Regions from separate parts of the Mus musculus genome. Here all the other regions are linked to region 3. The links are chromatin contacts, called in public Hi-C, HiChIP or PLAC-seq and Micro-C maps. All regions are on one chromosome and are shown on one strand. Each heading gives the region's core, a stretch centred on a gene start, on an enhancer-like site or on the middle of the called end of the contact. The rest is flanking DNA. Distances are from core to core; before and after follow the strand shown.

Region 1 (2,700 bases), core at 94-2,593, 280 kb before region 3:
TGAACTAGACAGAGGAGGGGACCTAGGTGACCGGCTCATGAGAAGGTCATGTTCTCGCCGGCATTCCACATGATTGAGTCACAGCCCACACTATCCCAGCATCGAGAGCAAGGACCACATACCTGGGGAAGATGGCAGTCATCATGGCTGAAGCGTAGCCGGGTTTGCAAGCTCCCTCGGAAAAGTTTGCGTACTTGGTGGCTAGCTCGGCAGGCCTGCGGGAGAGAGAGAAGGTCAGAGCTGGGCACAAGAACAGCGGGAAGATCATCAGTCCACCAGGAGCTGCGGAGACTGAAATGGAATAGAGCCTTTCTACATCAAGTTCCTAAGAGAATTAGCCCTATAAAAATGGTTCCTCGGTGGCCTCCACAAAAGGGGCACCCTTCATTTCCTTTTACAGATTTTTTTGTAGTAAGACTGATCACCACAAAGGCTCTACGGCTGGGCAGGCAGTGCTCCCCGGGGAGCACTGCTGGACATAGCTTGTAAGGCCTTGACACATGCAAAGGCACAGGCTTTTGTAGTTCCCAGGCACGACCCTACCTGCCCAGTCTCCTGCTTTTATCCCCTCCACTCCCTCTATGATCCACCCAGTGGGAACATGCATGGCGAACGCATATGCGTTATGGAGCTACTGATGGATCAGTTTGACCTTCAGTTGAGCGTGCTCTACCCGGGGGCCCTCCCCCTGGAGAATGCCACACCTTCAAAACTCAATTCGGAGATGGGCTTCACAGGAGCGATCCCCTGACCCACTGACTGGGCTGTCTGCCTCTCTGCCCTGGCAGTCTCCTGACCCGGCATCCTTATCCTATGCCCACCCCCGGCTGCGCTGCTCCTCCACAGAACTGTCTCTCACTCCAGCATAAATTCTTGGGATCAGACCTCTGCCTGCACTTCGCACAGAGATGGGTACATGAAGCCCCCCCCCTATACATATTTTAAACCAAACCAATACTGGCAGCCTCCCTGTGATCTGAAGAAACCCCTGAAACCCCTGAAGAAACCCCGGGAAGCTTCAGGGTGGAGACTGCGAGCGAGCGCTATCTGAGGGCCGTGTCCTGGCCTTGTCTTGGCAGAGTGACTGACTATAACTGGATCATCTCTAGGCATCAGGTTTCCAAACCCTGACGTGTTCAGTGTGGTTCTGGAGTCACCACCCTCCACCACAGCTCTGCCCTGTGCCGTCTGGGAAACATCAGGACATCTTTAGTAAATGACCCTGTGAACACCAGGACTGAAGGCCTTGCCGGTGGTGTCACCTGCTCACTTAGATTCCCAGCCTCTGAGCTGCTCCCTTACCCCACCCCCGCCCCTTGCTCAATCCACACCAGGGCCAGGCTGCCTTGATGGGTGTGGCTCAATAGCAAGCTGGCCTTCAGCATGACCCCTGCAGTGTGGGAGTGTGTCTGCTGGACAGCCAGGAATGACCATATGTCATCAGCCGGGCTGTCAAGTTCAATTCACCCCTGAGGTGTTGTCCAGGGCTTTATGCAAGGGATTGCTCATTAAGTATACACAGAATTTTAGAAATCTACATTTTCAAGCCTTCCCTACCAATGAGATGCAAATGAGATGCAAATGTGAAGAGGGCCTGCAACTTTATTTGATAAACAAAACAAAGTTAAAGGTTCTAACGGGAGAAAGAAAGCTGTAAACAACTCTATTTTGGAAATGAAATATGGATGTCACTGCAATTCTGGAGCTTACTGGAAGCTCCTGGATGAAGGACGGTGACTAACAGCCTTTCCTCTCAATAGCCCTGGGAGTGGGTGCCCTGCATCACAGATAGATGCTTGAGGCTTAGAAAGATGAAGAGCCAGACCCAAGAGCATGCAGCTGCCTCTGCTCTCGGTGGGGATGCTGTCGTGACACCACCAGTGACACGATCACAGAGGCTGGCCTGGAGCCCAGCGCCAGTGGGAGCAGTTGACATGGCCGGATATGGGTAGAAATGAGGGTTAAGAAGGCCTCGCCCCACTCTTTCAAAGCATGTACACAGCGCTGTGGTATTTTGAGTGCCTTTGTGCCATGTCTCCAGAACCCTCACCCTCAGGGCTGTCCAACTCGTACCGAGTGTCTGTGGTCTTTCTGAATTCCAGAAAGTTTACAAAGAAGCTGGAAGACAGATGGCAGCTGCCATCCACAACACGGGGCATTGAAGAATGCAATGCTCAAGAGACAAACCTCTGACCATATCTTTCCTCTCCTGCTGCATGATCTCAGCTCTTGGAAGGCACCTGAAGAATGGCTATTGGACAGCCCAAGGCTCCTGGGCTGGGGTGATCCATGCTGGAGAGGAGGGCCAGCATGCCAGATGGGGTGCAGAAAAGTGGGAGACGGCAGAGCAGGCAGAAGTCTGTTCCTCCTAGGTGTGCAAGGTGACCAGTCAGGAATGATGAATGCTAACCAATTCATTTAGAAAAGCAAGCCTGGGTATAGTAACGCATGCCAATCATCACCAAATTAAAATGCCTTAGAAATGGCCTCCCGAAAGTCCCAGTGAGAGAAGAATAGGGGGAGTGTTGAGGATTCTGAGTCATACAGAATGCTGGGACCTCTGGGGCAGACAGCGGTCAAACCCACTAAGATTAATGGTTGCCAGCTCCCTCAGGCCAGAATAGTTAGTTTCTCTAGGCACTCACTCCAAATGCCAGGAGGCCCCCAGATGTCTGATCAAATCATTCCGCCCTTGTTCTC
Region 2 (2,700 bases), core at 7-2,506, 280 kb after region 3:
TCCCCCCACAGTGATTCTTGACTGATTTCTTTGCTGGGGTAAAGGAAAAGAAATGGCAGTTTTGATCCCCAATTCTGTACCAGGCCGGTGGCTGCTGTTTGTCTTGGTCAAGTGTTGCAGCAGCCACTGGGACGGTGTCATTTGCCCCATGTTACAGATAAACAGAGTTTCTGGAGGCCGAGAGATTCCTGGCCAAAGAACAGTGAAGCGCTGCCACCTTGGTCTACATGGAAACTGCATCTGCTCGCTTCCCACACCCTGGGTGAGGATACGGTTCCTAGTTAGGCTTGGCCTGCATAGGCCCTGCAGCCTCCCCAGACTCTGGCCTGGCCCTCGTGCTCAACCTCAAGATCAAAGAAAACAGTCTTGGCACCCAGAGCAGTAGTTCTTTAAAAAAGAACATTCTTTTTAAAATGTTCTCACAACAAATGGTTGTGAGCCACCATGTGGTTGCTGGGAATTGAACTCAGGACCTCTGGAAGAGCAGTCAGTGCTCTTAACCACTGAGCCATCTCTCTAGCCCCTGGAACTGACTTTTGCTTTGGGCTTCTGCTTGGTGTGGCGAGAAGGACCAGACCTGGAGATCCTCAGGCCTATGTGCCGAGGTCTTCCACTTGTCAATGAGACAAGGTGACAAATACTGCTGTCTCCCTCATTTCACTGCCCAGCTTCCTGTGCTCTGCCCTCATTTTAGGTAGCCCTGGTTCTTAGCAAGGCTGTGTGTGGTTGCTGGTACCAAATCTGCTGCCAATCACATCTGCTCCTCTTTCCTGGTCTCTGAATACTTTTATGGTCCAGAGCAGAAATGATTTAAATGGGTAGTAGGAAGGGGTACAGATTTTAAAATGGGGAGACACAGTCGTGCCTTGGTATGACCTGGGCTGTTGTGTACTCTGCTCAAATGTGTGTGTAACTCTACAGCATCCTATCTGGGTTCGTTCCAAACTGCACCCTGTTCCCGTCCCAGTATTTCAATTAGGATGTTAAAGAAATGTAACCATGAAAATATGTGCTCCGCACGCCATTCTGATGTTCTCTTTTGATATAAATTCTTATCAATTGCCTCAGATGATACTGACACCCGAGTGGGAATCTGGCAGAAGCGTCTCGATGGGCAGTCTCAGTGGAGTGCCTGGGTGGGGGCGGCAGGAATGGGGCCAGGCCCTCTGAAGTGTCTGCTGAGGATCCTGGGACCTGGGTGTGGGAGCTCATTAAGCACTATCTTTGCCAACACTGTGGGTGTGGTTCAATCTGGACCAAGAGATAAGGGTACGACCTGAGGCACCAGAAAGGAAGACGAGGCAGGTGGAGACTGGCCAGACACGTCCCAGGAGGAGGGAAGAATAAAAGGCAGCAAAGCTGGGTGGGGAGACGGGAGCTGGAAACAAGCTAAGGAGTCAGGAGAACTGAGACCTGGATGTATCGTGGGTAACGGAGAAGAACGAGGCAGGTCGCTAGCTTCTCAGGGATGGGGATGGGATGATGGCAAAAGGAATAGGGCTACCAGTGGGCATGATGATGCCTAGGTGGGCTCCCCGGTGAGCCCCAGGCCATGGTGACAGCCAGGATGAGCTACTGGAGATCAGAGAGGAGGAGCCATGAGAAAGCTGTGGGTCCCTGGATGTCTGGGGAGTCTAGAGCACGGGTGGTCTCAGGCGGCAAAGGGATGCATCCGTTACCTGCATGATGCGGACATAGTCGGTGCGATGCAGCTCACCCTCCTTGATCACTTTCTTCTTGAGCGTGGCAAGGTTCCTCTCCAGGTGTTCCCGCTGGCGGGCGTACTCCTGTTGCAGGTCTGAGTTCAACCCTGCAATCTCCACCTGGCGCATCACGTGGGGAGACACTCAGCCAAGGAGGGGAGAAGTGAAGCCTAGCACAGGGCAGTGAGGGCGGGGCGCTCAGAGCTCACCATGTCTGCCCGCTGCACGTACTTCTCAAAGAGGCCACGGATCTTCTCCTTCAGCAGCCCGGGTTCCTGGATGTACGCCACGCAGTTGTGAAGGTCTGTCTTGAAGCGTCGGACCAGCGCTTCCAGATCCCGTTCCTGCAATCAGACGTTTACTCCTGGGACAGCATGGCATGCTCTGTTCTGAGGGGCAGGGGCTTCAGGCAGAGGCTAATGAAGGGGTCTGGTGCCTCCTCATCTGGGATGAACACCTGACTGCTGGCGCCCACCCTGGGCACAGAAACCTAGATGGGCAGCCAGCCCAAAGGTCGCCGTTCTGAAATGCTTGTGTACCTGCCTGGGCCGGGTACCCTGCCTGGACAGCTGACAGGGCTTGAGACTGCACACATGGCATCCCGATTGCTCCGGATTCCTTTAAGGGCCTCAAGCTTATAAGATGGAAGGGAACTCATGTGGCCACACTTTCCTTTGGCGCCAAGAAAAATATCTCATTCCCTCCCACAGATCCTTACCCAGGGCTGCCCCATGCCTAAGGACCTCAGCAGTGATGGTTCCCCTGACTGTCAGGAGCACTGTTGTGGCTGGATGACAACTCCCTCCAGATTGTTGTAGACTGGACCAGCTCTCCATCTTCAGCCACGCTTTCTGACAGCTACCTTCCCTTATCATTACCCAAGAGGGTGTCTCCTTTTTCTCTTCTCTCATAGCCCTTTATTGACTTTCCATGTGTGTGTGCACATGTGTTTATATACACACTGACATATAAAATTTCTCTCCATATATAATTTTTT
Region 3 (2,700 bases), core at 73-2,572:
AGAAATGGGGAGAAGGGCTAGCCCCTCCCCCTCCCGGGGTAAGAAGAACCAGAGGGGCCGCATTCCGGAGACGTGGGGGAGGGGGCCTGACAGAGGGGGATTCAGAGACACCAAGCAGAGAGACACCTAAGGAGGGAGCTACAGAGACATGGAGGCACAGAGGCCCGGGGAGAGGGAACAGGGAGACCCGGGGAGAAGGAACACGGAGACTCGGGGAGAGGGAACATGGAAACCTGGGAGAGGGAACAGGGAGACCTGAAGAAAGGGAACACGGAGACCTGGGGAAAGAGGACAGGAAGACCAGGGAGAAAGAACCCGATACTCGGGGAGAGAAACAGAGACTGGAAAGGGAGAGAAACCCACGGCTGGACAAGCTGAGACCGCAGGGAGGAAGATCGGGAGGCAGTGAGCGACACAGGGAGCCGGAGACACCTAGGGAAACCGAGAAAGGCGCCGAGACGAAAACCCGGGCGCAGAGACTGGGGACCAGGCACACCCGAACGGGACGGGACGGGGCGGGACGCCGGGAGGCGACTGAGTGAACTTTCGGAGCGGGTCCGAGCGCACCCGTCCTCCCGGGACGAGCCGCTCTGGGGCCTCGAGGGCGCCGCTCGAGGTGGGGGTTGGGACCGCCCGGCCGGCCCCTCCCCGGGCCGCGCTCCGTACGGAGACCAGGGAAGGGGGGCTCGCAACTCACGCCCCGCTCGTCCCGGGGCCGCACGTGCGCCCGGTTGCCCGCGAGACCCGGCGTCGGCTGCGGCTCTTCCGCCGGCGGGGAGGGGGCGCCGTGGGACGGGGGAGGCGGCCTGGACCCGCCCGGGGCCGGCGGGGGAGGCTGAAGGCCGCCCCCGGAGCGCGACCGCGGCGGATGGGGAACCGGGCGCCCACCGGCGCGGGGAAACTTTGCACGGGGGGTGCGGGCTGCGGCTCAGGTGCGGCGGGGGCTCGGACGAGATCGCGGGCGCGGCAGGTGGGGGCGCGGCCCGGCCTCCGGGCGCCCCCGGGCCCGCCCCCGGCTCAGCTCCACGGACGCGGGGGCAGGGTGGGGATGGCGCGGAAGGGCCGCGCATCGAGGGGCCCGAAGGGGGCTCGGGGGGTCACTCACCGCCTCTCCGGGGGCCGTCGGTCTGCATGTCCCCCCTCGAGCCGCTGAGGCCGCCGTTCTCAGTCCGCCGCTGCCGCCGCCGTCGCCCGCTCCCGCCACCGCCACCTCCACCGCCGCCCGAGCAGGAGCCGGAGCCGGAGCCGGAGCTGGAGCCGGAGCCGCCGCCTCTGCCGCCGCCGCCGCCACCGCTCCCGCGCCAGCTCCAGCCGCGCGCGCCCGCCCGCCCGCGCCCGCGTCCCTGCCCCTGCCGTGCGCGTCCCCGGCGCCGCCCCTCCCCTCGTGCACTCTCGCTTGTAGAGGAGTGGAGCTGTAGGCCCAACGAGGCTGCAGACCAACCCCAAGTCTAAACCGCCTGGAACATCAAAATTGAGCTTAAACCTCAGGAACGAGCGTGGATAGAACCAAACTTAGACACAAAAGTCCAGACCCTCCCAAATCCTCACATGTACGTAATACTTCTCTAGGGTCCCCTGCCGCCAATCCAACCCAGAACCACCTTTAAACCTAATGTTGAGTCCAGACCCTAAAATTTGCCTAGCAATCAGAAAAAGTAGTAATTTTTTTTTTAACTGAACGCCTATAGTGTATGGACTCCAATTACAGATTCGAACACTAAATGGCTTCATTTCTTCTACCTGGCCTAAGTTTGATATTGATAGCAGCCCCAACCCTTGGTCTGAATGGAGTCCGGTATAGATATTGAGACCCTTATACAGAAGAAAATACTATGCTAAGGCAGCTGCCTCACACCGGAGCCCAGTGCTTTCATGTGTTCTAGTCTCTGCTTTATTTCTATCCCAGACAAGAACATTTCCCTGCTGGGATTCTTGATTTTTAAAGAAGATTTTTATTTATATATGTATTTGTGTGTGTACGCCAGTGTGTGTGTGTGCTTGTATATGCATATTCACCGTGTGGTGTTACAGGAGGGTGTGAGGAACCCAGTGTGGGTGCCGGGAACCAGACCCAAGTCCTCTGCTCTTGATTGCTGAACACTCCAACGCTGAAACTCTCAATTCCAATAGAAAAATTGGAACTGGGTCACCAGAGGAGTTGGGGAACACACCCTAATACAGACACTGATCTCAATACCTCTCCCATCTTGGTGATCTTTTAGTATAATAATCTGATCCAACTCTAATAATTGTGCAACCTGAGATGGGACTGGCTTTACAGAAACTCCACACGGACCTTTATCTCTACACCGCTCTTCCCCTGTGCTCTGATCTGAGGTCAACCCCACCCAGAGGCTAACCAATATCCCAACATCTACACTAATTCTAGCAGATATGAATGATCCCCGGTCTCAAGATCTGTTCAGTATACGCCTTAGCATTGAATTCCAGACTCCTTGTCCACAGCCACACCACCCTGAAACCATCCACTTGCATTTGAACTTCACTGACCTCATGTCAAATTCAAATGCACGTGCCACCGTGTCCAGTGTGTGCAGTGCTAGGGACTAAACCAATAACCTGCTTGAAGATTTATATTCCAAGCTGTGATTATAGGGACTTGGTGATCTCCAAACAAGAGCCAGCCTTGGCATCAAAGCCTTCAGGCTCCTCACGTGAAACTATCACTTAGAAAGTCAT
Region 4 (2,700 bases), core at 34-2,533, 320 kb before region 3:
GAACCCAGGGAGTCTGGATTGGTGGCAAGCACCTTTACCTGCTGAGCCATCTCACCAGCCCAATCTGAAATACTATCTAAGGCTCAGAACATCAAGCCCATGCTTAGAGGCCAACAGGAGAGTCGACTGAGCCATATTATCATGAGTGATGGGTTATGTGTGGGCACTGTCGGTCTTCCTGCCACTCCCAGCCCCTTCTATCTGCACAGAGAAGCACCTTTGTAATATGAGCTTGTTAGTTAGATTAGAACACGGATCAACTTCAGCTCTGTGAGTGTGCCCGTTGGATGCCCCGCCTCTTAGCCACTTCTATAACCATGCTGTAAAGCATAGAAAGCACAAGAAGGCAGAGCCTTGCAGTGAGGGCTCAGACGGCAGATCATAGCACATTTGTCTATTAGACTCAGCTGTAGGCTTCGCCCCAACCCTAGCCTGATAATGAGACTCATCTCGGAGGGGGAAAGCCAGACTCACGGAACCACCTTTCCAGAACCTACAGGGAGAAGAATGGGCACACAAAACAGAGGGACACACGTTTTCTAAGACTTACCTGGTCTTGCTTAGTACAGAATTGCTGTAACCTCACCATAAAGGACCCTGCACAGTAAGATCCTGGGATATGTCTAAGCAAGGATGATAAATGCTTCCTAGATGCCTGGTTGGCCTTCCGCCTCACTGCCCTCCCCCATGGGAAAGCAAGAGTCTAAGGAAAACGGATGCCAAATCTTCTGGCTAGGTGGGCATGTACCCTGAGAAAGCTCAGAGGTAAAGAGATGGATGGACAGACGGACTGATGGATGGACAGACGGACCCCCAAGTGTGGTTCCACACCGAGCTCCTTTCTCCCAGCTTACTCAGGACTAGCTGAAACGGCAGAATGCATCTCTGCCCCCTGATCCTAGGTTGTGGACCTAGACCTAGCTGAGAGTATAAAGTAAACTAGTCCTGGTCTTTCTTTCAGAAGCTAATGGTAGAGACAAGGAACCAATCATGGGGAAGAAATCTCCAGAGCCCGTATTTTGGACACAAAGGTGATAGATGGAATCGGGCACAGAGGAAAGATTCTTGAAAGGAGATGATGACTAAACCGGGCTGGGCTCTGAGTAACAAGCACTCATGGACCTGGCAGAGAACTGCTGGGGGAGGGCATCTGAACAGCAGGGTACTATAGAAAACTCCCTGGGGGCGGGGGATGGAAACCATAGCAAGCATTCCTTCCTTCAAGGTGAGGCTGGACAGAATGAGGCAGTGTCTACATAAGGAGAAGGTTTAGCCTGAGCCCTGTTCTCAGGGACTCTGCCCTTTGGTCCTACCCAGGTAAGTAAAGTCGTGCAAAAGGAAAGAAGGAAGGAAGGGAGGGAAGGAGGGAGGAGAAAGTGTTTTCTGACTGGGCATAGTGAAGCTGTGGAAGGGCAAAAACTGCACACAGGGAAAGGCCAGGCAGGGCGCTGGTCAGCACTGCAGGGCTGGCCTGATCCCCGAGCCTATGTCAGTATGTTTCAAGCTGCATAGTGACTGGAAACTCCAGGTGCCCAGTTCAAGTTCTCTCTTACTCATGCTCTGCAGGGGGTGCTTGCACTTCAGCCCCCTTTGTTGTAATGACATTCTGCTTTTCATTCCAGAGGGCCCTAGATGAGGACACACACATGCATGCACATATGCACACATGCACGTGAGTGCGTCTACACACACAAAACACACACACACACACACACACACACACACACACACACACCACACACACACACACACACACACTAAAAGAATGGAAGACTGGAGCTGGCTCAGCAGTTAGGAGCTCTTGTTGTCCTTGCAGAGGACTTTGGTTTGGTTCTCAGTACCCACACAACAACTTACAAACACCTACAGCTCCAGTTCCAAGGGATCGGATGCCTCTTTGGAGCTCTCAGGGCACTAAGCACAGGCACACACACTAGGCACATAATGCACATGAAGTCAAAGCACTCATCCACATAAGATAAAATTAGCTAAGAAATTATAAAAAAGATTATAGGCATTTGGACACTGGGGTAGGCAGGGGGTTTCTTTTACACTATGAAGATCACCAAGCCTAGAAGAGGGGTTAGACAAACTGCAGCCTCTAAGCTAGCTGTCTCTTCCCATAAATAAAGTTTTACTGGAACACGGACACACCCATTTGTTTCTATAATATGCTGTGGCTACTTTCATGCTTCAACAGTGGAGCTAAACAGTTGTGGCAGAGACTATCTAACCCCAGTACAGCCTGGGCCACAGCCAAACAGAGCTGCCATGTGACCCTTTTGGAAATAAAGCTGGCCAATCCAGGCTTAGAAGGGCTACAGCCATCTTGCAGCTACATGGACAAAACTGGCATCTGAGGATGCTCAGAAGAAAGCAGAAACAAGCTGCAGGTTTGGGTGGGTCCAGAACTGGGCTCAGTCACATTTCCTTTTTGCTTGGATGAGTCTGGTATGCATGTTCACAATCTATCTCCTTTTGACCTCTCTAGTCCCCACAAACCCTGTCTTCCTTCCCTTCCTTCTCCCTGGCTCTGACCTATTCTATAACTATGCAATTATACTTTCTAGGATCCACTCACTGCACTCTAAACACCTCATGCCTGCTCGTGTCTGTTCTTTTCACCCAGAAGTCTCTTCCTGCCTCACTGCCATGAGCTTCTGCTCATTCTCTAAGGCCTGCCTACAGCATGTCTACCTC
Region 5 (2,700 bases), core at 102-2,601, 410 kb before region 3:
TATGACTTCATTTAGTCCTTCCGAGGGCCATGAAGGGAAGTCACTTAGACCCATGGCCAGTTTGAGCACTCAGGTCCCAACAGCAAGCAGGCCTAGCCAACTAGGACCAGGCTGAGAAGGAGCCTTCAGCACTCAAGAGTGCCCTCCACCCAAAAAGGAGAGATGTTTAAACAGGTCCTTCCCACTGGAACAAGGGGCAAGAGCATACCCCGTGGGGCAAGCAATAGAGAGCCCCTCACCTAAGATTTCAGGCTAGCTAGCTAGCTCTGGAGCCTGATTAGCAAAGCTAGTTCTGATTCCTGAAATGGGGTACACTTGGACCCTAGAGGAGTAAAGTTCATACACTGGCAGAGGTGGTGGGGGCTGGGGGTGCCCTTGCTCGAACCAGGTCTCCCCTGTAGTTCCAAAAGGTCAAAAAATACTTCTGGCCATGCTCCTGAGAGCAGAATATCTCAAACAGTCACAAAATCACATAGACTGCTTTAGTACCAGCAGTCGGCATCCACACTCAAGGGACACACAGAGACCTACATATAGAGCTAGACACACTTGGGGTGACAGTAACATACGGAGCCACATATATCAACAAACCGCGGCTCGGACTTATACAAGCGTAGCCATACACCCAGACCCACGTGCAAGTATTCCCAACCCCTCCCTCCAGGGCAGGGGCTCTGGGTCAGGCTAGCCACCAAACTGAGGGGTGCGTCTGGGCGGGGCTGGGAGGCTGAACACGTGGCACCTCGGGACGGGGGAGGCAGTAGGACAGGTGGGTGTGGAGCCCTGGGGAGGGGTGCATGCAGTGGGGGATGTGGAAGTGGGGCCGGGGCCGAGCGCCTCTGCGAGACACAAGGCCGGGGCGAGCGAGGACAATGAGGGAGGCCGGATGGGGGCGGACGCCGGAGCCCAGGAGGCTAGCGGGATGGGGGTAGGGTGGGGTGCAGCCAGGCCGGGGGCAGCGCCGGTGCCTCGCTCACCGGGTCCTGGGCTGGGATCTGTGACGGCGCGCGGGCGGCCCCCTAGCCGGGCCGGGTCTGGAATGTCGGGGCCCTGGGTGGGGGGCCGCGCGCGCCCTCCTCTCTCGCAGCGCTCGGGGCTCAGCAGGGGGCGCCGCTCCAGCTCGGGTAGGGATCCCGGCTCCAGCAGCTGTGGACGGCTCTGTCCCCCATGGCCCGGCCCCACCGCCCGGTCAGCGGTCCCCGAGGCTCCGGGGCCACCTCCCGCCGCCGCCGCGGGCCATGGAGCCGAGCCGCCCCGGGAGGCAGGGCGGGGCCCGGCAGACCCACGGACCGGCGGACCGACGGACCACTGCGCTGCCGCCTCCCTCCCGCGCTACGGCTCCTCGGAGGGGCAGGCCAGGCCGGCGCGCCCGCGCGCGCGCCCCCGCGGCCCCCGCCTCCAGTGCGCCCGCACGCGCCGCGCGCCGCTCCGCCGCCCGCCCCTGCCGTTGGCCCTGCGCGGCCCAGCCAGCGGGGAGGTGCGTTTGCGGATGCCTGAGACCCAGGAAGGACGCAGGAATCCATCAGGTTCCTCCATCAGCTTGCTTTAGGGATGGGAAGAGACCAGGAGCCGGATGGCTAAGGCCCTTCAGGTATTTGGGACGGGGTCTGGATAGTGGGCAATTCAGAGGGTTAGGGCCTTGCCAACTCTTTCCTGGGAGCATGAGTCAAGGTCAGCCAACCAGGGCTGCCTGCTGGGTAAGACCCCTAAAGGTGTTGACTGAAAAGGACTTATTAGGTAAAAGCAGGTTGGGTAAGATTTAGGGTGGTGTTGGAATCAAGAATTGTATAGGAATAGGCGGAGCTGAACAAGGCCCTAGGAACTAAGACCATAGAAGAGGTTTCTGGAAGGGTTAGGTGTTCATACTGGACTATCAAATGTAAAACACTGTTCTCCAGGAAAATCCAGGTGCGGGGAGTTTCAGGAGTATAGCGACAGAGAGGAGAATTAGCTGTAGTGAGTTTGGGTCTAGTGCACAGGGGTCCAAAGACATAGGGCTAGGAGGATCTCAGAGCCCAGACTCTTCAATGAAGAGGTGCCAGCATTACAGCCAGCCTAGCACCCTGATCTGCCACCCAGGAGCCAGCAAGGTCCAGAGCAGAGATGATGTGTAGACAGAAAGTTACAGGAGGTTGGAGTGAGTGAACAGGTCCTCCCCTTCCTTTGTGAAAGGTGTCGCAAGGGGCCAACAGAAGCCTCACTGACTGGGACAAATACCAAGTTTATTTCACAAACACTAGGAAGATGGGCTGGATGGGGGTTGAGGGGGGCACAGGTGCACAGCTGTACACAGTCACCATCAGCAGCCCACTCCCCACACTGGGGTTCAGTCTGGACTGCAATGCCTCCAGAGTCAACAGGCAGCAAGAGGTGAGTGCAGGGGAGACCCTGAACACCAAGCCCCAGAAAGGCTGAGGGACACAGCTCCAGCTGTCCCAGGAAAACCAGCAATAAATAACAGTAGGGCACGGCCCCACCCATACAGGTCATCTAGTCACCCATCTTCACTCTGGAGGTCTGCAAAGGAAAAACAGGACAAATCAGGCAGGGACAGTGACCAGTGACAAGACCAGAACCAGCAGGCCAGTGGGTGGACAGACGGACAGACACACTATGACAGACAAACAGACATGGACAGTAACAAAGGAGCTCAGCTGTACAACAGAGAAGACAAGTCCCATGGACAGTGTTAGTGTCGCC

Evidence for each region. HiChIP or PLAC-seq counts read pairs in DNA pulled down with a chosen protein or histone mark. Hi-C and Micro-C count contacts between places; a contact is called where the count stands out from the background.
Region 1: an HNF4G HiChIP or PLAC-seq map of pancreatic cancer cells shows a contact between it and region 3. The contact joins the enhancer-like site here to the promoter of Ptprf in region 3. A contact is called at or near these places in 3 of 39 promoter capture datasets (hippocampal neurons and liver), 1 of 15 datasets of contacts at CTCF or cohesin (the NIH/3T3 cell line), 1 of 484 Hi-C or Micro-C datasets (embryonic stem cells) and 5 of 115 datasets of contacts at active chromatin or transcription factors (embryonic stem cells and pancreatic cancer cells).
Region 2: a Hi-C map of epidermal suprabasal cells shows a contact between it and region 3, with 7 times the contacts expected there. The contact joins the enhancer-like site here to the promoter of Ptprf in region 3. A contact is called at or near these places in 11 of 39 promoter capture datasets (the 3T3-L1 cell line, cranial neural crest, embryonic stem cells and 6 more), 5 of 15 datasets of contacts at CTCF or cohesin (the NIH/3T3 cell line, embryonic stem cells and pro-B cells), 60 of 484 Hi-C or Micro-C datasets (3T3-L1-derived adipocytes, the Ba/F3 cell line, the C2C12 cell line and 31 more), 7 of 115 datasets of contacts at active chromatin or transcription factors (embryonic stem cells and stem cell-derived neural progenitor cells) and 1 of 9 other capture datasets (embryonic stem cells).
Region 4: a CTCF HiChIP or PLAC-seq map of the NIH/3T3 cell line shows a contact between it and region 3, with 9 read pairs. The contact joins the promoter of 9530034E10Rik here to the promoter of Ptprf in region 3. A contact is called at or near these places in 6 of 39 promoter capture datasets (cranial neural crest, hematopoietic stem and progenitor cells, hippocampal neurons and 2 more), 1 of 15 datasets of contacts at CTCF or cohesin (the NIH/3T3 cell line), 1 of 484 Hi-C or Micro-C datasets (embryonic stem cells) and 3 of 115 datasets of contacts at active chromatin or transcription factors (embryonic stem cells and pancreatic cancer cells).
Region 5: a Micro-C map of embryonic stem cells shows a contact between it and region 3, with 5 times the contacts expected there. The contact joins the promoter of B4galt2 here to the promoter of Ptprf in region 3. A contact is called at or near these places in 16 of 39 promoter capture datasets (the 3T3-L1 cell line, 3T3-L1-derived adipocytes, the C10 cell line and 9 more), 1 of 15 datasets of contacts at CTCF or cohesin (the NIH/3T3 cell line), 7 of 484 Hi-C or Micro-C datasets (embryonic stem cells, regulatory T cells and stem cell-derived neural progenitor cells), 12 of 115 datasets of contacts at active chromatin or transcription factors (craniofacial prominence, embryonic forebrain, embryonic limb bud and 6 more) and 4 of 9 other capture datasets (adipose tissue, embryonic stem cells, liver and 1 more).

Annotation. Positions count from the first base shown.
Region 1 is chr4:118,014,583-118,017,282 of GRCm38.p6, forward strand. St3gal3 (ST3 beta-galactoside alpha-2,3-sialyltransferase 3) reads right to left here. Exons shown (of 12, transcript NM_009176.5): 5 at 123-215. Among named protein-coding and RNA genes, the nearest start is that of 9530034E10Rik, 41 kb to the left of the region's middle. Within about 2 kb of position 1,344, at least 78 of the 459 cell types and tissues checked have an H3K27ac peak or open chromatin away from gene starts, as enhancers often do. A contact at or near this core is called in the NIH/3T3 cell line and pancreatic cancer cells, where this site is marked.
Region 2 is chr4:118,567,670-118,570,369 of GRCm38.p6, forward strand. Cfap57 (cilia and flagella associated protein 57) reads right to left here. Exons shown (of 23, transcript NM_026789.5): 20 at 1,913-2,047; 21 at 1,680-1,823. It overlaps Gm52677 (a long non-coding RNA gene), which reads left to right. Exons shown (of 3, transcript XR_003955099.1): 3 at 1-2,694. Among named protein-coding and RNA genes, the nearest start is that of Gm52677, 15 kb to the left of the region's middle. Within about 2 kb of position 1,257, at least 13 of the 459 cell types and tissues checked have an H3K27ac peak or open chromatin away from gene starts, as enhancers often do. A contact at or near this core is called in epidermal suprabasal cells and erythroblasts, where this site is marked.
Region 3 is chr4:118,290,075-118,292,774 of GRCm38.p6, forward strand. Ptprf (protein tyrosine phosphatase, receptor type, F) reads right to left here and starts at 1,323. Exons shown (of 33, transcript NM_011213.2): 1 at 1,106-1,323.
Region 4 is chr4:117,973,751-117,976,450 of GRCm38.p6, forward strand. 9530034E10Rik (RIKEN cDNA 9530034E10 gene) reads left to right here and starts at 1,284. Exons shown (of 3, transcript NR_166452.1): 1 at 1,284-1,317. The region is part of intron 5 of St3gal3 (ST3 beta-galactoside alpha-2,3-sialyltransferase 3); the gene reads right to left.
Region 5 is chr4:117,882,125-117,884,824 of GRCm38.p6, forward strand. B4galt2 (UDP-Gal:betaGlcNAc beta 1,4- galactosyltransferase, polypeptide 2) reads right to left here and starts at 1,352. Exons shown (of 8, transcript NM_017377.5): 1 at 978-1,352. It overlaps Atp6v0b (ATPase, H+ transporting, lysosomal V0 subunit B), which reads right to left. Exons shown (of 8, transcript NM_033617.3): 8 at 2,206-2,517. The coding sequence ends at 2,491. Gm12841 (predicted gene 12841) reads left to right here and starts at 1,426. Exons shown (of 4, transcript NR_168719.1): 1 at 1,426-1,591.